Regions from separate parts of the Mus musculus genome. Here all the other regions are linked to region 3. Evidence: chromatin contacts called from public HiChIP or PLAC-seq data. All regions are on one chromosome and are shown on one strand. The core of a region is the stretch at or near the end of the contact, and the rest is flanking DNA. Distances in the headings are between cores, read along the strand shown.

Region 1 (2,700 bases), core at 127-2,626, 560 kb before region 3:
CTAGCGCTGGAGAAATCTCAAGAAAGGAAGTCTCTGTAGTCATTTGTTGTTCAGCTCTGAATTATCCAAAGCACTTGAATGTGGTACTTTGCCGAACTCTAGTGAGACTACGTGCAAATGAGGTTTCAAACGTTTCCAAAAAAATAAAATTAGATCACAATTGGTAACAATTTCCATCACCTAGAGAGCTAGGCAGTGGAAGAATAGGCCATCGTTTTGTACATGCGCATGTGGTAGCTTTCTGGGAAGAACATAAGAATCATCCTTTATAACCCACATAAAACACTTGTCTCCGTTTCTGTTCTTTCATTCTGCCCTGTTTCCTACCTTCATGACTCAGACCTTTTCCTGCTCCAAATGTATTGTACAGAGATGAACTTGACTAATAAACAACACATATTACAGGACAGTGCATGAAAAGAGATTGAGACAACATGTTATGGAAATTATTATCCTGAGAAGCCATAAAAATCCACACGCATCCATCCTGTGATAACTATGTGCTAAGTCACTGGGGAAGTATACTGTGTTTTCTTTATGAAACTGAACCGCTTTGAAGCCAAGGAAATAACTTCACCACATCTAACTCATAAGCAATTCTTTTGCCATACAATACATTTGGCCTGAATTAGCCTCCTAGGGCTGCTAGTCAACAAATGGTTTAAAAATAGACAGGCTTTGTCTCACAGTTAGATGTGTTCAGTGTCTAAGGTGTAGGTGTCAGCAATGTTAGATGTTCTGAGGACTGTGCAGCAACTTTGGCTCCACTTTTCTCCCTGAAATTCCTCTGGTTTTACTGATTATATATATGTATGTGTATATGTACATATACATATATACACATGCATTCATATACATATACATGTATATATTTAAAATTCCTTTGCCTGTGGATGCCACCTTCTTACAGGTTGAAAGTATTTAGAAGTTAGGAGAGAATAGAAAAACTCATCTTATTCAAAAACATTGTGTGGTGATCATATCCTCTTTTGACTCTATTTTTTTTTTCATGAAACTAAAATACAGCCTCACTGGCTCAGAGTGAAAGTGGAGTGTGGTAAGGATGTTTCTGTAAGCAGCCATGTATAAAGACAGAGAATTTTAAAGAGAGAAGGAAATAAGGAGGAAGTGTAAGAGATAATTGATTCAAAGAAAGGAAAATACTTAGCACTGGTGAGAAGGTAGTAGGAAGGTGGGTAGTTGTTTACCACATGCTTCTTTGAGTTACATGTGGCTGTAATACATGACAGAAATACAATTCAGAAAATGCTATTTCCTAGAAATGCACTTGGCCTTTCCTCTGCAGGGGTGTGAGAGAGAGCACCAGATGTTAGGGTTTGTCTACCCTAGTGTTCATGCATTGGTCTTCACCACTGTCCCTGGAAAGGAAATTATGGTAGATGAGGTAATCAAAGAGGAAGTGGAGTTGTATTTGGTCTGTGACACTCTCGAATGCCCATTGTTATTCTGTGACCTGATCTCAGAAACCTATCTGTGAACCTGTTGACCAAAGCAAGAGGGCTTAAGATGTCCACTATGCCCCATTTAGAGGCACATTACCAGCCAATATGCCCTCTTCAAGTAGGGACACATTGACATTAACTTTTAAAATGTATCTCCTCTGTTATTCTAGTCTTGATGCTAAAGATGTCCACTTTTTATTTTTTAACGACAGTTCCATGGTGGAGGATTCCAGAGTGTCATGATTTTGTTTCTCTATAACCGTCTTCATCTATGCATTCATTTGTCTGACATTCTCTGAATATGTGTGTGATAATTTTAATTACTACTGATAAAGCTATTTGATATGAATTATCTTGCAATCAGACATATAGAGTTGTAAATTATCTAGGGAAAATGTTTTTTACTATTATAAATTTAAAGAATTTAGACAGCAGTTTGTGTAGAAATTATTTATTCAATAAAAATCTTTATATTGTGTTAATGGGACTAGAAAATAACAATAAGATATTACACATGTGCTAGATGCTTATAATACTCTCAACATACATTGAAGAGTGTACAAGTGAAATATCCCATTTGGCTTGTTAGAAGTCCTACTGAAGAGACATAAATTAGGACAAGATGTGATGGATAAGCAAGCAAGAGGTAGTGTGAAGGGGAGATGCTGATAAAACTCATTACCCAGCAGTATAAAGGAGAAAAAAGACTCAGATTAATGAGAGGACACAGGAAGAAGAAAAGGGCATGAGACACAGCTGGCATATTAGAAAGAAATAGAATTATAAAACTAACCCAAATCCATAGCATAGCTGGTTTATATTCTGAAAATAAAAGGACACAGTGTATAAGAGAGTCACAGTCAGAAATGTAGCTAAAAGATCAGATTCGCTAAGAGAACAGGAGGGAGGAGAAGGAGAGCAGATGGGTGAAAACTAGTTAGAATACTTTGGAGATTCCATGGTATTTTGAAACAAAATTATGACCACAAAGTTCTAACTATGTAACCAGATTTAGAGGGAATGTTATGCTGATATTTTACTAATAATTGGATATACCCTTGAGGATGAAGGAGATGCCCAATATGATTGATGGATAGTTGGAAATGCTATCTAGTGAGATAATGACCAGAGAAATATATAGCTGATAACTGGGAGGGGTGTTTGGGTACATTGGCTTGGAGTTATCTATGAAACACTCAGACATCTATGCTATACCAGTGATTGGATATCTAGGTAG
Region 2 (2,752 bases), core at 238-2,737, 720 kb after region 3:
GTCCACAATTTCTGCTTACGTTTGTTTATTTATTTGTTTGTTTGTTTGTTTTTTTCTCCTGAGAATAGCACTTTGTCTTGTCCAAGAACAGTTGCAGTTGCTGGGAGAAAGATTTTGTATGAGTGTGAGTGAGTGTGTGTGTGTGTGTGTGTGTGTGTGTGTGTGTGTGTGTGTAACTGAGACTTGTTTGCCTAATACAGAGAAAGTCATTTGGCCCCACTTGCCTGAAACAGCAAAAGGAGGCCATGATATTTGCTGAGAAGCCACACATTCCCAACCCTATTTCGATCCAGAAACTTGCCTTTTTCCAACTGACAACATGAAGTTTTAAGACTGGTGTCGGTCGTGTGACTTCAGATAATGGCTCTATATTTAGGAGTTTTGTTCCAAATATAATCGTATTCCGATGGCCAGTGAGAGTTTATTTATTTATGAAAATGAGGACCCAGCACCTTTTGAAATCAATCCCTTTATGCAGTAGCCTGTATGTGCCCATACACATCACCCTGAAAAATAACCCCAGAGAGGCTGTTTCACCAGGAAAAGTCATAGGCTGAGATGGTTAATTTCAAAGCAGCATTTATTTTCTGCTAGTTTAGAACATGTGTCCCTCAGGAGTAGCTTTCTGCCTGCAGCAGAAATGCTGATGTGCGGATTGTGTAATGTCAGCCCTCCTGTGTACCCCACTCTGTGTGTCATTCCTCACAGCAGGAGGCAACCAGCCCTCCCCTCACCATTCGCTGCCTTGCTCGATTCTGAGAACCGAAAATTATTTCTGCCAAGAGTGGAATGAAATATACATAGGACATATTCCCAAGTAGATAAGTTTATTTCTGAGGTACAGCATGGGAGAAAAACAGTGATGAGATTTTCTTCCTTCCTTCCTTCCTCCCTTCCTTCCTCCCTTCCTCCCTTTCTTTCTTTCTTTCTTTCTTTCTTTCTTTCTTTCTTTCTTTCTTTCTTTCTTTCTTTCTTTCTTTCTTCCTTCCTTCCTTCCTTCCTTCCTTCCTTTCTTTCTTTCTTTCTCTCTCTCTCTCTCTCTCTCTCTTTCTCTCTCTCTCTTTCTTTCTTTCTTTCTTTCTTTCTTTCAAGAAAGGAAGAAAGGCCTTTTTCCCCATCCCCCACTCTGAACGCCTTCCTGTCTATGTTTATGTTTGCTGGAGGCCTCTTTTAGCCAACCTTACTTCCTGGGCTGCTTTGAGAGACAGGAGAGAAGGGAGCTTAGCAAATGTTTCCGTGTTTGCTTTTTAAGCAAACTCAGGTAAAAGGGGGGCCCCATTCACACCAGTCCAACACAGCTTGTGGTGGCTGCATGGAGAAGAAATGAAACCCCAGAATGTCGCAGTCCTCACGACCTGCTATCTGCCCTTCTGATCAGAATGTGACTCCTGATTGATTTTGAGGAAAATTCTTAAAGGCTTGAGCTATTTGCAGCCTTCCTTTTCTCACAGAGTTTGCTCAAGGGTATCTGGTCACATGACTTCTGATTCACGCTCTGCTCCTACTTCCTCTTTCTCAGGTGCCGAACCTCAGAGGGCTCATGACTGTCATATCCCTAAACAGGGATATTCCAACAGGCCAACACCTGTTAGTGAAGTCCTTCCCACCCGTTAGGCCAGAGAGGAGCAGAAAGCACAGAGCAAAGCTTGTCCTTGCCTTTCATCCTGCTCCAGATACGTGCATGCCCACTCCAACCAACATAGGGCAAGTCACAAGACACGTGGCCAAGAGCTTTCAGTATGGGCTTGCGACTTTACCTCCCTAGGGTTCAGGTTTTGTCTACTTATTAAATGGACTAAATACCTCGCTCTTGTTATTTTCTATTTTACAGGGCTGACACGTGAACTAAGTTACATAATGGTTGTGGATGGAGAATGCCTTGTATAAAACGTGCCCCACCCCTGCTAGAATCAGGTCTGAGAACAGTAGAATGGCAGGTTTTCACCCTAACACTTGCTTTGTATTAGGATCGCATAAAGCAGAGTGGAAACACACACACACACACACACACACACACACACACACACACACACACACACACAATATCCTGGTCTCATCTGCAGAGCTGTTTGGTTAGGTTTTAATATTTCTTAGTTGATTATTATAATTTTTGTATAGTCAAGTTTAGAAATTGGTGGTGAATAGGTTAGGAAGCCAGAGGACCAGGGGTCTCTTCTGGTGATCATCTGCTCTCTTCCTGCCTCCTGTATCTACTCAGTCTTGGTGTTGTGTAATTGTCTGCCTTCCCTGAAGGATCAGGAGTCTGAAAGTAGTGCTTGTTTTTCGTTTTGTTTTGTTTTGTTTTTTTGTTTTTTTGTTTTTTTTGAGACAGGGTTTCTCTGTATAGCCCTGGCTGTCCTGGAACTCACTTTGTAGCCCAGGCTGGCCTTGAACTCAGAAATCTGCCTGCCTCTGCCTCCCGAGTGCTGGGATTAAAGGCGTGGGCCACCACCATCCAGCCAGTGCTTGTTCTTTTACCATAGAATACTCCACAGCACCTAACAGCTCTGGTATCTTGGGACAGTAGAGTTTATCTCAGGATGTTGTCCAAATGGACGGTGTTGGGTCTTTGACAAGGACTTATTTTGAGTCTACTACTAATTTATTGGCATGTCTAAGACCCTAATTTTGTCTTACTCATTCCAAAGATCTTTTGTTGAGAGATTTGAAAGCTTTAGGGATTCAAGTATTTGCATAGCATTGTGCTTAGATTCTGGATCCAGTTCAGTGGGGGACCAGATTTGTATAACCA
Region 3 (2,855 bases), core at 131-2,630:
TTCCACTCTTCTAAGCAAACCTTTGTTTGAGTGTTCCCAGTCCCAAGGCACACACACTGACCCTGCTCCAGTCCCTTCTTTAGACCATTCTCCACTCAGAAGCCACAGTGATTTTAAAATAAAAGCCTGGTGTCTCTCAAACCTGTGGGCCCACCTCCCCTTTCCCTGCATTGCCAGCTCCTTCAAACCTTGGCTTGACTATCCTGTCCCCAGAAAGAGACTCAGTTGAAGCCCATGCCAAGTGGATGTGTTCTGCTTTAATTCTCTTTCCCTTCATTGCTTATCTTTGTTCTTCTTAAACCCAAGTTAGTTATCTCCTTATGTTTCATCTGAAATTTGACTCGGATCTGTGTCCGCCACTGGCCACATGCTCAGCCGAGCAGAGCCTCATCCATCTTGTGTCATCGTGTCGATCACCAGAACCAAGCTGGTGGTGAACCAAGAGCAGGTGTCCAGGTGCTATTTAAATAAATGCACATTTGCATAAATATGTAAAATATTTAACAAGACTTTTTAAAGAAAGAGGAAAGGAAAAAGGAAGGAAGAAGAAAGAGAGGGAAGGAAAGGAGAAGGGAGAGGAAGAAGAAAATAAAGACAAAAGTTTAAAAGGAGGGAGGAAAGGGTAGGGAGGTGAGGGGGAAATGAGGAAAGAAGGAAGAAGGGAAGCAAGGAGAAAAAAGTAGAAAAGAAAGGAGGCTAATTTTGCTTATTTGAATATTCTTTAGTGATTATATGTCACTCTTTTTTTATTGGTTATTTTATGTATTTACATTTCAATTTTTATCCCCTCCCCAGCTTCCCCTCTGCAAACCTCCTATCTCATTCCCCCATCTCCCCTGCTTCTATGAGGGTGATCCCCCCACCCACCCACCCACTCCTGCCTCACTACCTTAGCATTCCCCTACGCTGGGGCATCGAACCTTTACAGGACTAAGGACCTCCCCTCCCATTGATGCTCTATGTCACTCTTGAAAAAAGAAAAAAAAAAAGACTGACATTCTGTTTCTGTGTATAGAGAAAACTGAAGGAGGCTTCAAGGTCAGTCGAGGTGACTATCAAAGGGGAAAGCGTTGAGTAAAGAAGGCTTCCAGCAGAGGAAGGCCTGGAAAAAGGTGGTCCCTGCAGGCTGGGAGGACATTTCTTCTGCTATGTGTTCACAGTGACCTGGACAGTATCCCAAGAGCCACCCCTTTCAGAGAGAGAATGACAACATTCTGCCAGGATTCTTGAGAAGATTTGCTTGGCGGTCTCTGAAAGAGGTCTCTTGGATTCTATTTCCTTCATTCCAAAGTGTCCCTGGAAGCTCTCTGCCTCAGAAGACCCAGGAGGAGCATGTGGCTCTGTGTCACCATGTGTTACCATATTTGGATGATCAGAGGGAGAGGGCCTGGGAGGACAGCCAAACTGCTCTTTTCTGGGTGGCCCTAAGTGAGTCACTTTACCTCAGAACTCTAGCTGCATGTAAACTGGAGTTCTGATTCTCTCTCCCCGTATACCTCTAAGAGGGCAAGGGTAAAGATATTGCTTTCTAGAAAGCAGCCACTCACAAACACCAGCAATACAAGTTCTGCGGGACTAGAATCAAGTGCAGGAGTTCATGCCTGTGCTAGGAGTAAAAACAAAACAAAACAACAGTGTTCTTGCTCACAGGTCCAGGACCTCTGAAGTTCCATGGCCAGGGCAGAAGCACAAGGGATCCTACTCTCAAGGACCTCTCATTGGAAGCTATTAGCCTACCGGCAAAAGTGTTCTCAGAGTAAGCCACCCTCTACACACTCAGAAACAGTTCTAGATCATTTACAATGGACCACAAATGAGACAGAGAAAGCTCACTGATCACCTGAAAATCTTGACTGGCCAACCAAGCTAAGCCTTGAGCTTGGCTCCTTCCCTGAGTCTCAGATATGGGGTTCTCAGTGAGTTCTGTAGGCTATAGATATCCCTGTGTAGTCTTGTGCTAGAGGTGGAGGAACTTGAGAGCTTATTATTCTCTGGATGGGGGAAAAAAGAAAAAGAAAATTGTCTAATAGCTATATTATGCTGTGACTCTGACCCATAGGATTGCTTGGCTAGCAACAGGACAAGCAGCCTCCAGGACCAGATCTCAAGGTACTTCACAGATGCTTCTTAGCCTAGGAAGATGTCCCTCACTAGGCCAGAAACAAGGTCCTACCTAATTAGCTCTCAGTGGTGGCTGTTGACCATTATAGAGATTAAGAGCACATAGCAGAGATCTTTTTAAACGTCTCACATCTAAACTATAGTAAAGATTCTAAATGTTATCTAACAACTCTGTTGTGCTCTGAGCAATAGACATCTCATGCTTCAGCCACCATGAGAACCAGATTAGTGGACATTGTTGTGGCCATTTTAATGATGGGGGAGTTGACTCCAAGAAGACCAAGGTGCCATTTGGGATGCTGGAAAAGAAGAGCACTCTGTATATTCTCTATTCTCTCCTGGACTCTGTCCTGGACTTCCTAGCATCCCAGCCTTTGAATCTATGAAGTAGACTCTACTGTGTTATGTCCATTTTAGTTCCCTGGCCCTCTTATAGGGCATAAGGTCAGTCCCTAAAGAAAAGGCCAGCAGTTAACAGGTGGGTTCAGTTTCTCTTTAGACAGAAATGAAAGTAACACCTTACAAGGGAGAACAGGGCCAGGACAGAGTTAAAAGGACAAAATAAAGTGACGATGAAACTCTAACTATCATAGAGAAAGCAAGCAAAATATGGACCTCAAGGTGACCAGCTCACTTCTGATTTCTGACTTATAATTGCCCCAAGCACCTGCGCAAGAAAAAACAAAATCCATGATCACTGTCAGACAAGGTGGCCTTGATATGTAAAACAGGAG
Region 4 (2,700 bases), core at 173-2,672, 540 kb before region 3:
CAACAATGCTCCACACTTCTCATTTATAAAGCACTCCTAGACCTAATATGCATTGTACATCAGCCTAAAACAAACACTTTCTAAGGACCCTTGTCAGCTGGATGAACTACCATAGGAAAAAGAGTAAAGCACAGAAGACTCATCTATACTCCTACAGAGGGACATGAAAACACTCTGCCATTCGGTGGTATTTCTGTCTAGTAGTCTCAGTCTGGAAATCTGCTCTCTAAAGAAATTTCAAAAGTAGTTTCTCTTGAAAAGTAATTAGGGAGCCAGATTTTTTAATGCTTTCCATTTATTTGTAGAAAGAGAGTGTTTTTTTAGTTTACTTACTTATTATTATTTTTCAAACGTGCTCATTCCCAGTTTCCTCTCTGTAAACATCTCATTCCATCTTCACTTTCCTTTGCCTCTAATAGGGTACTCTCCCACCCACCTACCCAATCCTGCCTCACCTCTTTAGCACCCTCCTTCGATGGTACAACAGGCCTCCAGAAGACCAAGCATCTCTGCTCCTGTTGATGCCAGATAAGGCAATCCTCTCCTACATATGTAGTGGGAGCCATGGACTTACCCATGTATACTCTTTGCTTGGCTTGGTCCCTGGAGAGACCAGTTAGTTGATACTGTTTTTTTCCCCCTATAGGGTTGCAGTCCCCTTCAGCTCCTTCAGTCCTTCCATAACTTTATTTCTTATACAGTATGTCTGAAATATTTCTTCCATTTGAGGTATTGATTAACTACTTTTCAACATGAAAAAAAAAAACCTTAAATTCCTTAGATGTCAATCTTCTAAAGGTAACTTAAACATCACAGGCGGGGAGAGTTAGTATATTACTGAAGGCAATGCACTGAAGTTGGGGCTCAAGATACCCAACAGAAATGACTGTTCTGTTCCTAGCATCGCTTCGGTTCTATATTTTCGTCAGCTTCTGTACCAGTTTCCTATCAGATTCTTTTGTTTTTGATGAAAGCCAGCTTTGAAATTTTGCCATCCCAAATTACTTGGATACTTAACTGATTACTGAGAGGCAGTCAAATGGAAGTTGGTAATCTGTGCCAAATTACGAAGACAGTGATCAGAACTAGGGACACTCTCAGAACAAGGATGCTCCAAAGATCCAAAGAGCCGAGTTACCTTTTCTAGAGCTAAGGGTTTGGATTGATCATTTTCAAATGACTGAAGAAATGCTTTGTTTAAAAAGAAAAAAAAAAAACAGTAAATTGAGCATAAAGGTAGAATTTAGGTGTCCTTGTGAAACAAGAGAGACACCTGCTTTGGGAAAAACTGGAGAAAGAACCTCAAAGTCATAGGGAGGTTTAGAGCAAATGCTGTTTGGCATAGAATGGATGTGGTGAGTACCAACAGGCATGCTCCTACCTGTGGAATACAGACTGCTTGGCCACTTGGTGGAGGTGTTGGAGAAGGTATTATGTATCACCATAGAGTTGAGCTCTGTGACCTGACAGTGCCTTTGAACTCTGAAATATTATAAGCCTACAAATTTAAATCTAGTCTATTCTGGCTGAGGAGCTTTGCAGGGTAAGGTGGAACTTTCAGTAAAAGAAAAACAAAATCCAAAGAAATGGTCTTTAATACCAAAAGACTAGAATCACTGAATGTTGTAGCTAACACAGAACTTACCAGAGGTCTCCTCAACTGCCCCTCACTCTAAAAATGCTCATGCACAGGCCTTGAGAGTTTAAATGACCTAAGCAAACTGACATCATGTGGGAGTTCAGATTTCAAATGAGAGTTGAGATAAATATACATATGTTCCACAGAACTCTTCCAGGAAACTCTATTTTAAGAGAGCTGTAATAATCCACTCTTCCAATATTTTGTTTACATATAAAGCACACTTGGCTCTTTTTGTTCAATTTGTCAATGATTCATGATAATCAAAGGGTTGAAAAGCTCATTGGAAATTGTCTTTACGTCCAATGATACCTTTACGTTTCTGAGAAAAGTTTAGGAGCTTGTGCAAGCTTGTTTTTTCTCCTTCTGTAACAAGACAGTCTAAGAAAAACAAACTTAGTGGGTGGGTGAAAATATTTGTTTGATTTATACTTCCAGGGTATAGTCCATAATTGAGTAAAGTCAGGGTAGAAACTGAAGCCATAGAGGAGTACTACTTACTGGTTAAGTCTCTGGCTTCCTCATCTGCCTAAGGATAGTGCCATTCACTGTACTGGATTTTCTCATTCTGATTATTAACCAAGACAATCTGTCACAGATAAAACAACAGACTCACTCACCTGATGCAAGGAAATTCTTCAGTTTCAGCGTTTCAAGGTGAATTTAAGTGCTATTAATAAAAATAATAAACAATAAACTAAACAGGACAGGAGTGGATCAGTAAATTAGCAAGATTTTTAGAATGGCTCCAGACAATCATTCCTAAATTTGCCTGGAAAGACAATTTGTAGGGTCCTTAGGGGGGATTGAAATGAGCTTGAAGAATCTGATTACAGGTAACAGTCATCCTCTCTTGGCATACAGCCAACCTAAAAGCCTTTGAATAACTTCCCATACTCACAATGGGGTAGAGGATGGAGGCTGTACCAGCGATTTCTCATTGTGAGAGCTTTGAGAAAAGTTCCTACCACAAGCACCTTTGTGGATTTGTAAAACAGCCAAAAGCAATCCAAATAACCGTGATGGGATAATCCTGGAAATATCTTTAAAACACCAACTTT
Region 5 (2,700 bases), core at 123-2,622, 520 kb before region 3:
GTTGACTGTTGGAGACTGAAAAGGATCAATGCAAGAGTTTGCTCCATTTTTAGTTTCCATTTACCCTTTATCAGGGACAAGAGAGCGGTATTTCCAGATTCATTTTCACTAAGAAGCAGCATGGGAGAGTCATTTTATAGCTATGTACTTGAACCAAAATACATAAGGAGCTGGAATACCTACACTATTCTTTGAAAGAAAGTGCCCAACCCATGGCAGATGATGATGGTGATGACAATGACAATGATGATGACAATGATCGTGACAATGACAAGAACACTTTTTTGTGTGAAATTACTGAGAACAAGAATTGTATTTCACCAATAACAAGAAGTAATTAGCCCGAATCATGTCTAAAATATTGTGGTACATACATTTCTAAGGCTAGGAGAGTAGACTAAATTATCCAGAAAAAAAAAAATACCTGAAGAGAAAACATTTCCAACTTCAAAAAAAAAAAATGTCAAATGAAATTGAGAGTCATATAGATCCTGAAGATATATTTTGTATATTAATGGACAGATACAGTGAGAAACATAAACTTTAGTATCTCCATTAGGTTCTGGTGCCAAGATCATACTTTCGATTTTTTTAACCTATTAGTCACTTTTCTAAACATGAAAAAGTGGTGTTCTTATATACCTTAGGACTTTAATATGCTAATATACTTTAAGTCTTCCATCCCCACCCTACCACCTGCCATACTGTCAAAGGCTTCTAAAGGTACTGCCATCCAGCATTTATATAAAGAGTATTCTGGGGTCCCCTCTTCAGTCGAAGAACATCCTAAATCACAGATACAGCATCATTTTTTTAAAGGCAGCATGGAGGTGTCTTTATAAACCATAAACTTGTTTTGATGGCTTCTATCGCCAGAGGAGGATAAAGGAAAACGGGTGTTGGGAATATTAAGATTTAAAAGCTCAGTACTTTACTCCCCCCCCCCTTGTCAAAACTGAGTTTTATTAGCAGATGAGCTTTGAAGTATCTCAAGGGGAGAGCAGTAGTAATGGAGGCTGAACAAGAAAAACAAATGCATTTCCCAGGTTTCATCTGAGTGGATATGTCCCCAACATACACAAGTACTAAATAGCAAGTAGTCATGCATCACCATACATATTTTGGAATCCTTTTATTTTGAGAGCAAAACAGGTGTTTAGAATAATCACTAGCTCAAAGGCCTGGAAATGGGAGAAAGCCACAGTTTCACTGCTTTGAAAAAAAAAATCAATTGCTCAGAGGGGGAAAATAGCAGATTAAAATTTTATGCCATAATTTTACAATTGATCATCAGTGCCACGGAGAGCATACTATGAAGTTTATTTTCCAACCACTGGAAAAATGAGATGTGTCTTGAAAGATGGTATTTTTAGCATAAGTGACTGTGTGGTTAAATATAGATTTTTGTTTCACTTTCTTCCAACTGTGAATGTGATTGTGTTCATATGCTTGGGAAATTTGCATATAATGTATGCTATTTGTATCATAGCCAAATCACTTGAATTTAAGCTACACTGCTGGCTGAAATGGAAATGTAGCCCACAGAGATAAATATACTTATCATTCATTTCTTAAGGCTCAAAACCCAAAAGAATATCTTCCATAATTTGTGAATTCACCCATCTGGCAAATTTGCCAATAATTATCTAGTTCTTCCTTCTAGAAAAGCCAGCCACTGGATAAGGAGCAATAATTGTGGTCTGCAGCTTGTGAGAAAACAGAAGATTAAATCCAAAATGTTTGTGACTGCCTATAATATTTCTGAGAAAGTCTGATCTAAAACAAAACAAAACTGATTTATTCATCAAATTTCAGTAGTAATAAAGCCGTATCCACAGCCAGAGCCAGAGCCATATCCACAGCCAGAGCCAGAGCCATATCCACAGCCATAGCCAGAGCCATATCCACAGCCATAGCCATATCTTGAGCTGTATCCACAGCCTCACACACTGTAAAGTTCACCCTTGCAATAGAAATCATTTACTTTTACAGTTAATTAATTTATAGTTATTTTTACTATATTCACAAGTTTGAATTATCACCTTTATCCAACTATAGCCATTTTCATCATCTTAAAATGTATAGCTGACAATGAAAATTAATATGGAGGTTCTTAAAACAATAAAAAAGAAAATATCCATAGTTCTCAAAAGAATATACTCAAAAAGTAATATGAACTTCCTATAAGGATATCTTCATGCCCATGTGTCTTTATGCACTATCTACATCAGATCTGTAGAATCTGCCCAGTTACCCACTTGCAGATGAACTGATACAGAAAACATGGTGCATATGCCCAATAAAGCTTTGCTCAGCTGCTGAGGATAACGAAGCCCTATCATTTTTAGGAATGGAGATCATTATGTTAAGTGAGATAGGAAGTCCATAAAATAGACGTATCACGTGGTTCTTCCCATGTGTAGCCTCTGGGAGAGGAAAAGGGCCATGGTAATATAAAGGAGGAGGTGCTGTCAGAGATGTGGAAGTAGAAATAAGGTAAGGGAGTAATGAAGTGTAATGGGAGGGGAAAGTAGTTAAGACTAAAATAGAGCATACATATATGGAGATGTTAAGATTAAGTGCCATACTTAATATAATGAAAATTAAGGCCAGGGTTGGAAGCCACTCAATTGATAAGCATATTTGTCTAGGTGCATGAAGCCCTACGTCCTGTTCCCAATATTGCATAAGTTGGCGTGG

The links. HiChIP or PLAC-seq counts read pairs in DNA pulled down with a chosen protein or histone mark.
Region 1: a BATF HiChIP or PLAC-seq map of CD8 T cells shows a contact between it and region 3, with 17 read pairs. The contact joins two enhancer-like sites. A contact is called at or near these places in 1 of 484 Hi-C or Micro-C datasets (embryonic stem cells) and 1 of 115 datasets of contacts at active chromatin or transcription factors (CD8 T cells).
Region 2: a BATF HiChIP or PLAC-seq map of CD8 T cells shows a contact between it and region 3, with 6 read pairs. The contact joins two enhancer-like sites. A contact is called at or near these places in 1 of 484 Hi-C or Micro-C datasets (B cells) and 2 of 115 datasets of contacts at active chromatin or transcription factors (CD8 T cells and pancreatic cancer cells).
Region 4: a contact with region 3 is called in a BATF HiChIP or PLAC-seq map of CD8 T cells, with 9 read pairs. The contact joins two enhancer-like sites. A contact is called at or near these places in 1 of 39 promoter capture datasets (3T3-L1-derived adipocytes), 9 of 484 Hi-C or Micro-C datasets (B cells, CD4 T cells, CD8 T cells and 6 more) and 2 of 115 datasets of contacts at active chromatin or transcription factors (CD8 T cells and large pre-B cells).
Region 5: a contact with region 3 is called in a BATF HiChIP or PLAC-seq map of CD8 T cells, with 5 read pairs. The contact joins two enhancer-like sites. A contact is called at or near these places in 1 of 39 promoter capture datasets (3T3-L1-derived adipocytes), 5 of 484 Hi-C or Micro-C datasets (CD8 T cells, Th1 cells, brown adipocytes and 2 more) and 1 of 115 datasets of contacts at active chromatin or transcription factors (CD8 T cells).

What each region holds. Positions count from the first base shown.
Region 1 is chr15:62,822,722-62,825,421 of GRCm38.p6, reverse strand. No RefSeq gene overlaps it. Among named protein-coding and RNA genes, the nearest start is that of Gm22521, 31 kb to the right of the region's middle. Within about 2 kb of position 1,376, at least 41 of the 459 cell types and tissues checked have an H3K27ac peak or open chromatin away from gene starts, as enhancers often do. A contact at or near this core is called in CD8 T cells, where this site is marked.
Region 2 is chr15:61,539,771-61,542,522 of GRCm38.p6, reverse strand. No RefSeq gene overlaps it. Among named protein-coding and RNA genes, the nearest start is that of Gm24696, 180 kb to the right of the region's middle. Within about 2 kb of position 1,487, at least 70 of the 459 cell types and tissues checked have an H3K27ac peak or open chromatin away from gene starts, as enhancers often do. A contact at or near this core is called in CD8 T cells, where this site is marked.
Region 3 is chr15:62,260,221-62,263,075 of GRCm38.p6, reverse strand. No RefSeq gene overlaps it. Among named protein-coding and RNA genes, the nearest start is that of Pvt1, 220 kb to the right of the region's middle. Within about 2 kb of position 1,380, at least 79 of the 459 cell types and tissues checked have an H3K27ac peak or open chromatin away from gene starts, as enhancers often do. A contact at or near this core is called in CD8 T cells, the CH12 cell line and Th1 cells, where this site is marked.
Region 4 is chr15:62,801,688-62,804,387 of GRCm38.p6, reverse strand. No RefSeq gene overlaps it. Among named protein-coding and RNA genes, the nearest start is that of Gm22521, 9.8 kb to the right of the region's middle. Within about 2 kb of position 1,422, at least 12 of the 459 cell types and tissues checked have an H3K27ac peak or open chromatin away from gene starts, as enhancers often do. A contact at or near this core is called in CD8 T cells and the CH12 cell line, where this site is marked.
Region 5 is chr15:62,779,648-62,782,347 of GRCm38.p6, reverse strand. No RefSeq gene overlaps it. Among named protein-coding and RNA genes, the nearest start is that of Gm22521, 12 kb to the left of the region's middle. Within about 2 kb of position 1,372, at least 12 of the 459 cell types and tissues checked have an H3K27ac peak or open chromatin away from gene starts, as enhancers often do. A contact at or near this core is called in CD8 T cells and Th1 cells, where this site is marked.